Regions from separate parts of the Mus musculus genome. Here region 1 is linked to region 2. A link is a contact called in public Hi-C data. All regions are on one chromosome and are shown on one strand. The core of a region is the stretch at or near the end of the contact, and the rest is flanking DNA. Distances in the headings are between cores, read along the strand shown. Region 1 overlaps Gm33599 (a long non-coding RNA gene). Region 2 has its middle 140 kb from the start of Otor.

What was found. Hi-C and Micro-C count contacts between places; a contact is called where the count stands out from the background.
Region 1: a contact with region 2 is called in a Hi-C map of cortical neurons, with 2.1 times the contacts expected there. The contact joins two enhancer-like sites. A contact is called at or near these places in 5 of 484 Hi-C or Micro-C datasets (cerebral cortex, cortical neurons and nephron progenitors) and 2 of 115 datasets of contacts at active chromatin or transcription factors (VIP interneurons and neural progenitor cells).

The regions. Positions count from the first base shown.
Region 1 is chr2:143,447,568-143,454,517 of GRCm38.p6, reverse strand. The region is part of intron 2 of Gm33599 (a long non-coding RNA gene); the gene reads left to right. Among named protein-coding and RNA genes, the nearest start is that of Gm33599, 36 kb to the left of the region's middle. Within about 2 kb of position 3,002, at least 25 of the 459 cell types and tissues checked have an H3K27ac peak or open chromatin away from gene starts, as enhancers often do. A contact at or near this core is called in VIP interneurons and cortical neurons, where this site is marked.
Region 2 is chr2:143,216,102-143,222,863 of GRCm38.p6, reverse strand. No RefSeq gene overlaps it. Among named protein-coding and RNA genes, the nearest start is that of Otor, 140 kb to the right of the region's middle. Within about 2 kb of position 4,588, at least 19 of the 459 cell types and tissues checked have an H3K27ac peak or open chromatin away from gene starts, as enhancers often do. A contact at or near this core is called in VIP interneurons and cortical neurons, where this site is marked.

The DNA.
Region 1 (6,950 bases), core at 1,753-4,252, 230 kb before region 2:
CAAACACAGTGGAATTTTTTTAACTTTCATCCATAAAGAAAACAAATTTTGAAGCCATGCATGATACTGCGTGTCTTTCATCCCAGCACTCAGGAGGCAGAGATAGGTGAATCTCAGAATTTCATACCAGCTTGGTCTACACAATAAGTTCTAGGACAGCCAGGGCAACATAGAGAAACCCTGTCTTACACCTCCCCCCCCCCCAAAGTAAAATAAGATGAAATTTGAAGAAAAAGTACAGATCTAGAATGTATTTTATTAAACAAGGTGACCTAGACTCTTAAAGACAAAAGAATCAATTTTCTTTCTCTTGGGGCCCTTGCTGTTAATATTTGCATTTAATGTGAGTAAGGGAGTGTGGTAGTTGGTATAGACTGTGCAATGGATAGGAGACTAGGAGGGGTGAACAGTGGGGGGCGGGGAGAAAGAATGATCGCATGCGACCTGAAATTAGAACTGAGGCTACTTAGGGTGAGAAGGCACCAAAGGCATGGGACAAAGATTGGAGAGAGGGACCACGAAAAGCAAACTTCACTTGAAGCATGCTATGATGACATATAGCACTTGGAGGCAAGTAAAACAATACGGATGTGTCTGTAGACATGGGATTAGAGGAAAGACATGAGAGGTTGATCATGGTTATTTCTGGATAGCACGTGACACCTACTTCATGCTTTTCTGTATTTATGAACTAACATCAATTATTAATTTGAAGAATAAAAACTAATTCATTTTAAAAATACAATCTATCATAGTGACAGAAAATATATTTATTGAAGAGGAGAGTATTAGATTAAGCATCAAGAGATGTACTTGTCTCTATCTATCTATCTATCTATCTATCTATCTATCTATCTATCTATCTATCTACCTACCTACCTACCTACCTACCTACCTACCTACCTATCTCTACTATCTATGTACTTACGTACATACCTATTTATCTATTATCTAAGTATCAATCATCAATCATCTGTCTATATATCTATCTATATACCTATCATCTATCTATATTCCTCTTAGTCCAATTATCTACTAGTATGTATGTATGTATGTATGTATGTATGTATGTATGTATGTATATAGTTATCTAGCTATCTTCATCACCTATCAATCTTCTGTCAGCCTATTTAACACTTTCTATCACCTATGTATCATATATCTTTCAGTCTATTCATCTATCCATCAGCTGTCATCCTATCTATGACCTACCTTTTTACCTGTTTATTAACTCTCTATGTATTATCATCTATCGAAATATCATCTATTATTCATCTATTTATCTACTAATATCTATCTACCATATATCTGTCAGTCTGTTGTTCATCTATCAATTACCTACCATCTACTAGTCAGTATATCCAATCTTTCTAGCTACATATCTATTTTTACCTTTCGTTCTTCAACCTGTGGTGTTGTGCATGTTAATAAGGACACAATTGGTATTCAGTATGTGTCCATATTTGTATAATATTTCAATTGGATTACACATATCCATTTCCTTGAATATTTACTTCATTGTGTAAAGCCTTTCTTTCTGCCCTTTAAAATGCATAGTACAAAAGTGCTTTCTAGGATTACTCCCTTGTGAAATGTTATCCGAGAACATCTTGCTCCTGAGTACACCCCGAAGGAGGTCCAATTTTTAGTTCCAGATTTTCAATTACTATGCTCAGAGACATTGGTATTATTTTTCAGTTTTTCTGGGGTTCCACGTCCATGATTTATAAAATAGGAAAACTGAAAAAGTTTGAATTTGAAATACATTTTCAGCTTTCATATCTTTCTTATATGTTGAGGTGAGAGACCCTCAAACTGGTGCTGATTAATTACGGACAAGTGCTCGTGCACGGAATTGCTGATCATGGGTCTCTGTGCATCAGTTGTTCCTCATGTAAATGCATTGTCTGTGAACTGTATTGGTGTGCAAAGCAAAGCAAAAGTCTTCATGCAGAGTAATTATCTCTTCAAGGTTTATTGAGAGAGGTTACCTTGGTAACAAGAAATCAAACCTACCTACTTCATCTTAGGGGTCAGAACAAGGTTCTCCATGTAATCCTCGTTTCTGTTCTCCAGGAACAAGCTGTGAAGAAAGCTCAGCAAGAATATTCAAGTATCAGTAGCAAGCAGCTTTTCATCATAGGCTCAGTGCTTCACACGGTTGTCTTGTCATTTTATACAGGCAGGCTTGCTCTGTGAGCGAAGGACAATGCTGGAGGCTCACTGCTTTCATTACTTCTTTGGCACATCCCTCTCTGTACAGCAGATGTGACAGATACCATCCACTCAATGCTCATTATGTGGGAGCACAGTGCCACTGGTGTGCAGACCACATCTCCAGCTTTTTGTAACAACCTAGTGTTTTGGGTTTCTTTGCTTTGTAATAAACACTCCAAACTTGTCAGCCTAAGCCACGTATACAATCTATGATTCTGCAGGTTGGCAGGGACCGGCTCAGCCCAAAGTATGTTCTGATTTCAGTTAGGCTTGTAGTCATCTTACACAATCAACATTTCTCCTGACATGGTCATTTAGTCCAGTTTAAAATTTCTGGCCTGATAGAAGTCCTAAGAGCAGGTTTTCCTTTGATTTTCTGAAATTTGGTAATTTGCAGGGCAAACTATTTTGTCAGTGCTAGATCTTCAGTACCTTGGACAGCTCTGATACAACCAAGTAGGGGCATGGACCTTAGGGCTCTGGAGTTTCTTTCTCTGATTCCTTGTTAATGCTGCTGATCATAACAAGGATTTACCTCTAGTGCACACTTCTGAGAACCTCAGACCTACAGTGTAGGTAGAGATAGGTGATACAGTGTTAGTGATGAGATGTCAGGGTTAGGAGTTCCCAGTCCAGATACCGCTTCAAGTCAGCATTTGCTTCAAGGAATATTCCAGTCGTGAAGACTCCATGCCATGTATTCCCCTCTCACTTCACAGCAGGTTAGCTCTTAAAGCACTGCAGAACAACACAGAAACTTGCTCTACTTTTTCTTTCAAACTAGGAACACACAGTGTTCCCCATACAGCCTCCCACACACTTCACTGAACTGTCAAGGGAAACAGTGTGCTGGAAACTGCTTCAAGCTGGGGTGAAGTCTGGGACAAGACTGTGCTTTGAGTCTCCCTGTCTTTGCTTTGGACTCTATGTCTACAAGATGCTTCAGGCTCGAGGCTATATCTGGCAGCATCTGCCTGGAGAGATCAGCCAGAGGTGGATTAGTAAGAACATTATCAGTGAGGCACACACAAGCTTCTGCTGCATAGTTTTAAATCCACAGTCTAGGTATCCCTTCTCAGGGCTAGAGGAAAACAAAGGTTGAAGAGGCAGGCTGGCTGTATTCAAAGCACCAGGAGGTTTCAAAGGCAGCATAAATTCAGCCAACTAGAAATTAACTTCAAACAAAAGCATAATTTTATATTGCCATTGGCTTACCTGAGAGAAACACAACAGCCCATCAACCCATAATAAGGTTTGTTTATCTCCTGTGTTGATGGGAGTTACAGATGTATAAATACAGTCATTCCAGCCATGTCCTGGTTAGCCCTGAGTTGGATACAGGGGGTGGGGCAGCTGGGAGAAGCTGCTCTTCTAAATTGATCATCTCCCAGGAATTCTGCCAGAAATGCTAGAGAAAGCACAGAGCATCTCAGGCTCCTGGGATCTGGCTCACATAGAGTACTGGAGCTGAAGATGATCTACAGGAATTCTTTCCCAGGCTCCTTACTCACTTTATAAATGCAGAAGCAGAGATTTAGAAATGGAACAAGGCTAGTGAAGGACTTTATTTGCTGATGTTGCTTCATTTTACTGCCCTTCCTGAGACTAGTGAAGAAGAGAGAATATTAGGTCTACCAAGTCAATAAATAATTTCTGAGTACCCACGTCACACTCATAACTTATTATAGAGATGTGGGAACATCTCAGAATGTCTGAATCATGGGCTCCTACTACAGGAGCATCTCAATTCACAGTGTCATTACCTTTAACATCCACTACTGACCACTTTCTTCTATTCTTCATCCTTGTACCTACCCTCTGACCTAGACATCACACCTCACAACCTGTGTCTAGCCTTTCTCCTCCTACTATTGTTTCAAGGGGTCATTGTGCATAATATTGACCAAAGGAACTCCCTTCAAACACTGTGGAATATTGACTCACCCACCTTTGATTAATGATCTCATAACTACTTAGATCCATACTTCTGCTCATCATTTGAGTTTGTCCTCAGTGTGGACTACTTGTCCACTCTTAGATCTCAGAGTTGAGCTTTAGCTCCCCCTATCCCAAGTGTGAGGTCTATCCCAAGACTGTACTTTGGTCATCCTTATATTCATTTTCTTATGATTTTTGTATTGATGTTTCTTCGGCTGGGAATTTTTCTCTCACCATCTACCTGGTGAAAAATCCTCTATGAAGCCCTGGTCTAGAAATCATGATCAGTAAGGACCAAGAGTTCAAGCTCATGATTTCTTACAAATTTGGTAAAGGAAAGAGACAGGGTAAGAAGTGATCTACTGTGCTCTTAGTTCATTCATAGTTATTTGCCTTGATGAGTGATTAATCCTTTAATCCATGTGGGAGTACCATTTTACTTTCTATTCTCAAAGTATATCAATATTCAACCCAGGTCCTGAGGCATTAGATTTTAAATGACAAAAACTCTGTCTTCATATATGCATGCATGCATGCATGAATTTGCACGCTCAAAGATCGATGACCCAGGTTTATTGACTAGCAGAAAAATTTAAGAATACTATTCAACCATTTAGAAGGGGCTTTCTTTGACAGTGTTTGTCAACAAGGTCTTTAAAGGACTGTGCTTCCCAGTCTCCAGGGTACCTGTCTATACCTGAAAGAGTATGAAGATAATTAAAATAAGTTTGTGTCATGTACAAGTGAAGAAAAATCATAGTACATTCATTGAGGTGGGTTTCTTGTTATCAATTCTTTTCAAGAGAAACTTGGTAACATCAATTTTAAGTCATTTTAAGACATAACACATTCATGTTAGCAAAGGTGAACTGCCTTGGCAATTATGTGTCACAGTCATTGAGGGTTCTAGGGAAAAAGGCATCTCTTTTCAACAGTGCATAACTATGAAGTAAATCAGCATCTATGTAAATTAAACGCTAACTAGATCTCGTTGTTAGAGCTAGATTCTTCCCGGATGCTCTCATTTCACAGAAAGAATACAGTACAGACAAACTCAATTCTTCATCCATCTCATTTTGGAAAGCTTAAGGGAAAGGGGTGCCAGAGAACACTGTAACAAAGGTTTACTCTCTTTGTGCCACAAAAGACCAGAACTAGAGGCGTATACTAACTTTAGCTATTCGGATTGCTATTTAATGATATATCAAAATGAAGGATGCTTTCAGCTGACCAGATGTTAATGTGGAAGCTGTAAGTGATGCTGGGTCATCTCCTGAACGATTTAAGAGGAACCATAGTCAGGAAGGAAATAACATCATATTTGAAAGCCAAGAAGAAATTGTATGAAAGGCTGTTCTCACGGGTCAGGTTTCCTAAAAGACAGAGCCCAAGGAGAGATTTCATGTGCAAATATATATGAAAGAATTAACCTCCGAAGGACACAGAGAAGGAAAACATAGAGTCCTGACTTGAATAAGTGGGGTTGGCTTCCACACTTTTATACCATTGATTAGCTACAAAATGAGACTTCCATGGAGGGAGGCAGAAGTCCAAAGGACTCCCAGCTCTCTGTACTTGTTCTCTATCTGTTATATGTGGGTGTAGAATGGCTATAATAAGCCTAGAGAGCCTTCTGATGCCAAATAAGGCAAAGTCCATGAGAAGTCAAGTACTTGGTAACCCAGACCAGAGACTGCCAGAATAGGTAAAATGGTGTTTGAATGTGTGATACACTTGTACTCTATCGTGGCTCGTTTCATGTGTTAACTTGACTGGCATGTGGGCATCCATATATGATCAAATAAAAATGGATGTTTCTGTGTTTTATTTTGGATGAGGTTAACATTTAAACCAGTGTGTTTTCAGTAAGGCATGTGGCATTCCCTGATATGAGTAGTGCTCACTGCGTCATTTGAAGGCCTTATGGATCCTCTCTCCCTCCCTCCCTCAAGCAAGAGAAAATTTTCGGTTAGGGGCATGACTAGAAACATTAGGTCCCTATGGACTTTGACTGTGTCTGCTCTCAGATCAGAGGGAATCAGATCAGAGCTTACCTCTCACGGCACTCTTGGGATTTACCTGCAGCCACAATCAATCACCCAATTACTTGTAATTGATTCTCTTTCTCCATTCTCCATCTCTCCCCCTCTCATTCATGTGTGTGTGTGGTGTGTTCAGTTGCTCTCCACAATAGCTTTTGAGACCATTCCTGATTCCCCACTGTACCCGGAGCTTGCCAATTACACTAGGTTTAGTGGCCCATAAACTCTAGAATATTCCTGTCTCCATCTAATTCCCCAGTGCTGGGTTGCTGGGAACTCATACTCAGGACCTCATGCTATGCAATCGACATATGTAATCGATATATGATGGATCCATATCCCAGGTCTGTCTGTCATTTGTCTGTCTGTCTGTCTCCCCCCACACTAACCTTCAAATTGGTTTTTTTACACAGTCAGAATATTCTATAGAATATTCTATAATCCTTTGGATGTGAACTGTACAGTGTAATGCAAGCACTCCCTAGATAGACAGAATATGGGGACTAGAATGAGATAACAAAGGAGGCTGGCGAGAAAAACTTGGTAACCAATTCAACAACATGGAGTTCAGTGTCTTGGACATGCTCAATCACTCGTTGGTTTCATTGGTTCTCATTGAACCCTCATTCTTTCAAACTCATGACATTGGCTCATCAAGGGACTCTAAGATAAAGTGATACATATATCTCCTTACTCTCCAGCAACACAGGAATGACTAGGGATGGCATGAGTAGTGACTGGAGGTTCAGATGA
Region 2 (6,762 bases), core at 3,339-5,838:
TGTGTTCTGAACAGTGTAGAATGTGAACTTCATTTGTGTGTGTATTTAATCACATATTGTAAGATGAAGGGAGGCATTTGATTTATGAAACATTGAGATGTTCTTCTCCTAAGGAGTTTTCTAATGAAAATATAACCATATATTCAACACCTAGGTTGACTATTATCTATAAACACACACACACACACACACACACACACACACACACACACACACACACACACACACACACACACAATGTTTTCTTGCTTTGCCTCCAAAATTGCCTTTCAGAGCTAGCACTCTTTTAGTCTGCACAGATGCCATGCTAAATGCCACAGGCTGGAAGACATAAATGAAAATAGTACTGTCTCACAGTCGTGGGGACTGAAATCCAAGATCAAAGCACCAACTTTAATTTCTGGCTGCAGGGAGTTGGGGGTGGTTCTTCCTGGCTTATACATGACTGTCTTTGCTGTATTTCCACATGGAAGAGGGTAAGGACAAAGGACAGCAAAGTCTATGGTGTCTTTCCCTAGAAACACATTGATCCTACTACCATGAGGAAGAGGTAGTGAGTGACCACCCAATTTCCTGCTAAAATCACTAAACCCAATAATTTTTCAAAGGCCCAGGAACCAGATACTATCTCCTTGGGGATCTGAGCCTCAACATGTGAATTTTCAAGGAACATGATGTCTAGCATCGCACATCTGTTTTCCTGGAGTCTATATTGTTCTCATATGCAAAAAATATGTTTACTTTATCTCAGTAGCACCCCCTAAACTGTAACTCATTCCAGTGTCAACTCTGAAGACTTAAGTCTCAACTAACTATCGTCTAATCCAGGTATGGATGGGACAATTTCAAAGGCTTTGAACTCTTCAGCTGTAGACCTGAAAAGCCAAATAAGGGATCTGATTATGAAACACAGCAGTGTGACAGGTGTGGATAAACATTCCCTCAAAGCAGCTACAAGAAGGAAGCAATCATAACAAGTCCAACCCCCAAATTCCATTCGCTCATGAGTGTCAAATGTGACATTTTTTGGCTTTCCTGTCTCCAGACCCATTGCTGTGGCAGTATCACACTCAGGGCTCCAGAAGACCACCTGACACCTTAGCTCTGTCCCCAAGACTCCAGTTAGAACCTATCTATCCTACTAGAATCAAGATGGGAGCCACTATTAACTGTCAGTCACTGTTGGAGTCATTTCCTGTCCTTCTAAAAGTAGGCTATGTTTACAGCCTGTCAAAGCCAAGAACTGTTGGTAGCCTGCCTCCTTGTCTTCCTTCCTTCCTTCCTTCCTTCCTTCCTTCCTTCCTTCCTTCCTTCCTTCCTTCCTTCCTTCCTTCTTCCCTCCCTCCCTCCCTTCCTCCCTCCCTTCTATCCATCTTTCCTTCTTTCCTTTTTTCCTTCCTTCCATACATCTTTCCTTCCTTCTATCTTTTGTCCCTTCCTTCCATCCATCTTTTCTTTCTTTCCTTCCATCTTTCCTTGCTTGCTTGCTTCTCCTTCCTTCCTTCCTTCCTTCCTTCATTCCTTCCTTCCTTCCTTCCTCCCCATTCCTTTCCATTCCCACTAGCAGTATTTCTGTTCACATAACCCAGCACAGTGTTTATCAGATGATTTTTCAAGTACTCCTTTGGCACAGATGAGTAAGGCATAGCCCAGCTCTTCAGTGAGCTTTCCATCTTCTCAGACTGAGGTATACGGAATCTTATTTCAGAAAGCAGATGTGTGTCTGAAAGCACACAGAGTGGCTGGTCCCATCTCTGGAGAATTGTTTTACTGCATCCTCACCTTGCCAAAGCTCACCTTAAACCCATTCTTCTTAAGGGCATTAGAGTGTAAAGGGGAAAATCTAGTTATTTTACTTGGCTACTGACACTTGTTCAGCAAGATAATGACCAGTCCTGCTGTTTAAGACCCTCCCTTGCCTGCATCTCTCCAGTCTCACCACTTCTAAACTTGAACTGTATTGTATACCAGATTCTGTCTGTCCAGTCACATCATTACTGAATAAAGTCACTGAGAATGATGAATCGGCTGATACTGAACCATTGCTGTTAGGGAAAATTCAGGATTATGTTCCTAGAAGCCTCTCCAATCAAACCTTTGTACCAGCCTTGACAAATAGACAGACAGACAGACAGACAGACAGACAGATAGATAGATAGATGTATATAACAGCTTATGTGATACAAAGTCAAAGCTTATGTGATATTAACTCATTTGCATTGAACTCCAGTCAGTTGCACTATATGACTTAACTCATGAATGGAATTTCCCTAATACGTATGATTTCTGCATAAGACACATACAACCTTTTCACTAGTATCGGTAATATGAGAAATCACTCCAGCTCTATGAAAGGGATGTAAACATACATCACAACAAAAAGCAAAGAAAGTAGGAAATGAGACACTACATAACCCATGAAAAGGACACATGAGCAGCCCAAGACTGGAGCCAGAAAGACCAACTCTGCTCACTGTGCTGGGAAAGGTAATGTTGTTGTGTGACTGAAACCATGTGGTATGTGTGTGTGAGTGTAGGCCATAAACATTAGTTTGTGGTTTTCAAGTGTATTTTAGCAAATAGGTGAATTTGCAAATACAGAATCCACTAAAACAATGAGCAACTGTCCTTGTTACTACCCACTTTCTGGTTTGCAGCTCTCCACCTGTTTGTCCGGATCTACCTATGGTGAGAGTATCTGAAGGGGAGAAGTGCTCCTTAGGTACAAGAGCAGTAAGAGCTTATCCTGCTTCTGTAGAAATGAATCACCTCCCTCTGTGTTGTGTCCTCAGACTTGTGCTATTCCAGCCAAGGACTGGCCTAACCTAGTCTAGATTATAATATGGTCATCCATTATGAAGCATTTAAATAAGATGTAGAGTTCCCTTATTAGACTTGATGACTTGAATGCCCGAGAATCACCACTCTTCATCTTGCTTCTTCGTATTTATGATTAAGGGAGAGGGGAAACCATTGTTTTTCATCCAAATGTACCACAGGATTCTTTGTGGACTCCTTGGGTAGTGAGAGCTTCCCGCAGAGATGGGAGGCCCAGCCCGTGGCCTCTGATTCTTACCTGTTGGAACTTTATTTTTCTAGACAAAGCAAAGCAAGGGCATATGCTTTGCACATGTGCCTCTCACTCATCTACCCAGAAATTCCATAATGGAGGTAGAAATGGTTCTCCTATGGGGAAAGACAAGAGACAGGAAAGTAAGAGGTGTACAGGAAGAGGGTGTGTGCTGTACCCACATTGGTTTGATCACAGAAGCCTGGTTAACATTATTATCCCATGTCAGCTCTTCAAACATACACATTCCCAGGCAGGGCATCATATACTCCCTCCTACAGCCCCATTCTCTGTTTTTCTCTTAGTTACATAACAGATATGGGCTTGTAATGTACAAAGCAGTACTCCAGAAGCAACAGACAATACAAAAGCAAGTCAGATGTTATCCTCCGTAAGCTCAATGACAATGGACCATCAGCCTGGGAAATAAGGAAGGCCTTATGGAGAAGAGGACCTGCATTTGACTTGAGGAACAGTTATTAGGGGAAGAACATGGGTAAAGGGATCAGAAAGTGGGAATCCAAAATGGGAGATTAGGTGCAAGGAAGACTGAGAATTGTGAGTTTTAGGTCAGCCTGGTACCTTGGTGAAACACTCTCCATAAAAGTGAAAATACAAAAAAAACCAAAAACAAAAACAAAAACATGGAAATCAGGAAGAAGGATGAAGAAAGGCTGAATGTACAACTGGCTCAACATGCGAAAAGTCCTGAATTCAAGAGGTGAATTTAAAAAGACACAGATGAGGACAGGACATAATAGCCATGGGTCATATTTGATAGTAACTTCATTACTGTGGTCAACATTTCAAAGTTCATTAGAGAGACAGCTGAAGGGCAGTTCAGTGCCTAAGGAGCAAGTAAAAAGATTTGCAGCTGTCAGCTAGGACACCATAATAAAACCTCACAAACACAGGCAAGGGAGCTTAAACAACACAATGTTATTTACTTATCACAGTTCTGGAAGCTGGAAGTCGAAGAAGAAGGTATTGCGTGGCCTCGTTTCCTCTGGCTTCTTTTCTGAGCTGGCACAGCAGACGCCTTTTATCTTTTATACCCATGTAGTCTAGCCTTTGTTCTATGTCCAAATATCTTTTTCTTAAGATGATACAAATCGGATGTCCTTTAATTGCTATCACTTTAACCCACTTGCTTCCTTACAGACTCTACTTCCAAACTCAGTCACAGTCTGAAACACGGGGGTTAGAACACATACATTTTCAGAGGACACACCAGCCCATACCATGGGGTAAGATGGAACATGAGGAGGACCTTGAGTGGTCACTTAAGAGGCTTTTCAGCAACCATGGCAGGCAATGGCCTCAGAAAGAGGCAAGAAAGTTCTATGATGAGCATTGATTGGCTGTCTTTATTCCTCAGGAGGAAGATCTCACTACCAAGAGTTCTGCAAAGCATGCAGGGAGAACAAAAAAGGCAGCTAGATTAACTCGCCAAGATCCCTGGACCCAAAGTCGTCACTTCTCACTGCCTCTCTGTAGAGAGAGGGTTGCTTCTGACAGCCCACCCACGCACAACAAAATGTCTCATTGCTCTGTGGGCTCCGTGCATTGGCATCACATCCCCTCATGCCTGGAATCTGAACCACCGCCAGGACATTCCTGAGTGACAGCTCCCATGAACTAATTATTAATGTTCTTGGCACTGAGGCTGGGTGGGCATTTATTCCCATTACTCAGGGCTGGTGATAGATGGGGATTTGCACAGGCTGCATAATTTCTTCATGTCTCCATAAGTCTCTGCCTTCTGCTGGCATTTTAAGGAATGTATTTTTACAGAAGTTGGCACTATTCAGTAATTTTCCAGGAGGGCACATTGCCCAGGCCAGATGGACATATTTTTTTTTCTGGTTCCAGCTGGTAAGTCCTGTTTGATAAGATCCTATCCCATCCTACTTGAACAAGGATGCACAATTTGCTTGCAAGTTGGGTAGTGAAAAATGACCCTAGTGGCAGGTTGTGACAGAGGGCTGAGGTGGGAGGGCCACCCTGGGAACTACAACTATTGCCAGAGTCAGAAGCTCCACAATCACAAACCTGATGAGTGCCAAGGAAGGGCATTTCTGTTTGAGCATACATTGTGGGGCAGGCTGTCTTGAAGCCCTAAAGAGTTTCTCCTTTATAGCATTGATATCTCTGTTCCTCTCTGAATCTTTCCATGGTTAGACAGAGAATCCTGACATGGTCAAGACATCACTACAGTGTCCAATTTTACTGCAATATGGGATCCTTTGCTATCTGTCATACAGAGCAGGTGTCAGCTCAGGTCTCCTTGCACATCATCCTCAGCAGGAGAGTGCACACCAAGCAGGCAGGTCGCATACCACTCTGGACATGGTGCCCAGTGCATGGCAAAGACCTCCTGGAAGATAGTCCTTGGGCTCTACATATGGCTTCGCTTCTCTCACTTTTTGATAAGCACGAGTCTAGAGGGACTGAGTCCAGGCAGCACTTTCGAAGAAAGCCACTTTACCTAAGAAGTAGTGCTGGGCACACCTTTGATCCCGACACTTGAGAAGCAGAGGCAGGCAGACTGAGTTCAAGGCCAGCCAGGTCTCCAGAGTGAGTTCCAGAACATCCAAGGTTACACAGAGAAACCCTGTCTGGAAAAAGCATTGGGGAAAGGGGGGAGTAATGGCACCATCAGTGAATAAACACACCTGACTTGTCTCTCCTTTCCTTCTCTGTAATTGGGCATAATTTTACATCTGTTGAATGTTGATCACTTTTATATCTTCTCCCCATCTGTTTCTCTTTCTGATCTGGAGTCTGTGTGTGTAAGAAAGTGGCCCCTCTCTGAATTCTCTCTACTCACGCATCTCATGTTTTCCTTCTGGTGAGGATCCTACGGCTGCACTCTGCCTAGCCATCTCTCTTGCTACAACCTCTTCACTGTTTTCCTGCCTTCCACCTGCTACCACTAACAACATGGTGGAAGCTTGACGATCTTCACATTCATCGGGCAATTATTTTGACTTTTACTGGAAGACAACAACAGAAAATTACTAAGAAACACGACTTGTTCCCAGTTAGCAGATATAAAAATGAAATGGAGTCAAGACTAAGTGGTGTGTTTGAGATACGGCTCTGGGAAGGAAAATCAGCTTGTGCTTTCTGAAACCTACCAAGGGAAAACAAATTCAATTCTGAGGAAGGCTTGAAAAAGGCTACTCAACCAAAGCAAGCAAATGTTAGCACCAGCCATAACAGGGGAAACAATAAATTAGACAAGAGGGAAACAGTCCAATAAGAAATAGGCAAATTTTTGTTAACTACTCAGTAGAGAAGTATAGAGATGGCAAGGAGTCACATGAAAGACACCAACATCAGTAGAGTGATTGATAGGGAAGCATAGGGATGAACGACTCTTTACGCTGCTGGTTAGAACAAAATAGGTCTCCCTCCTTGAGCATATTGTTGGATAACTTCTAAACTGCCCACCAAAACGCTGGCGATTCCATTCCCAGGGACATGTTCAATTAAATTGAAAACCTCTGTCTTTCGCTTTATTTGTGTGTCTCTCTAGTGTTCCCGTCTATCTTACTCCTCCCTATGTCTCTTTTGCAGAGAGAGAGAGAGAGAGAGAGAGAGAATAAATGCTAGTAATGACTTTATTTATAGTAATCAAAAGTGGAAAAAAAATCCATTGCCCAGTGACTGATAGACAAGCTAGTCAG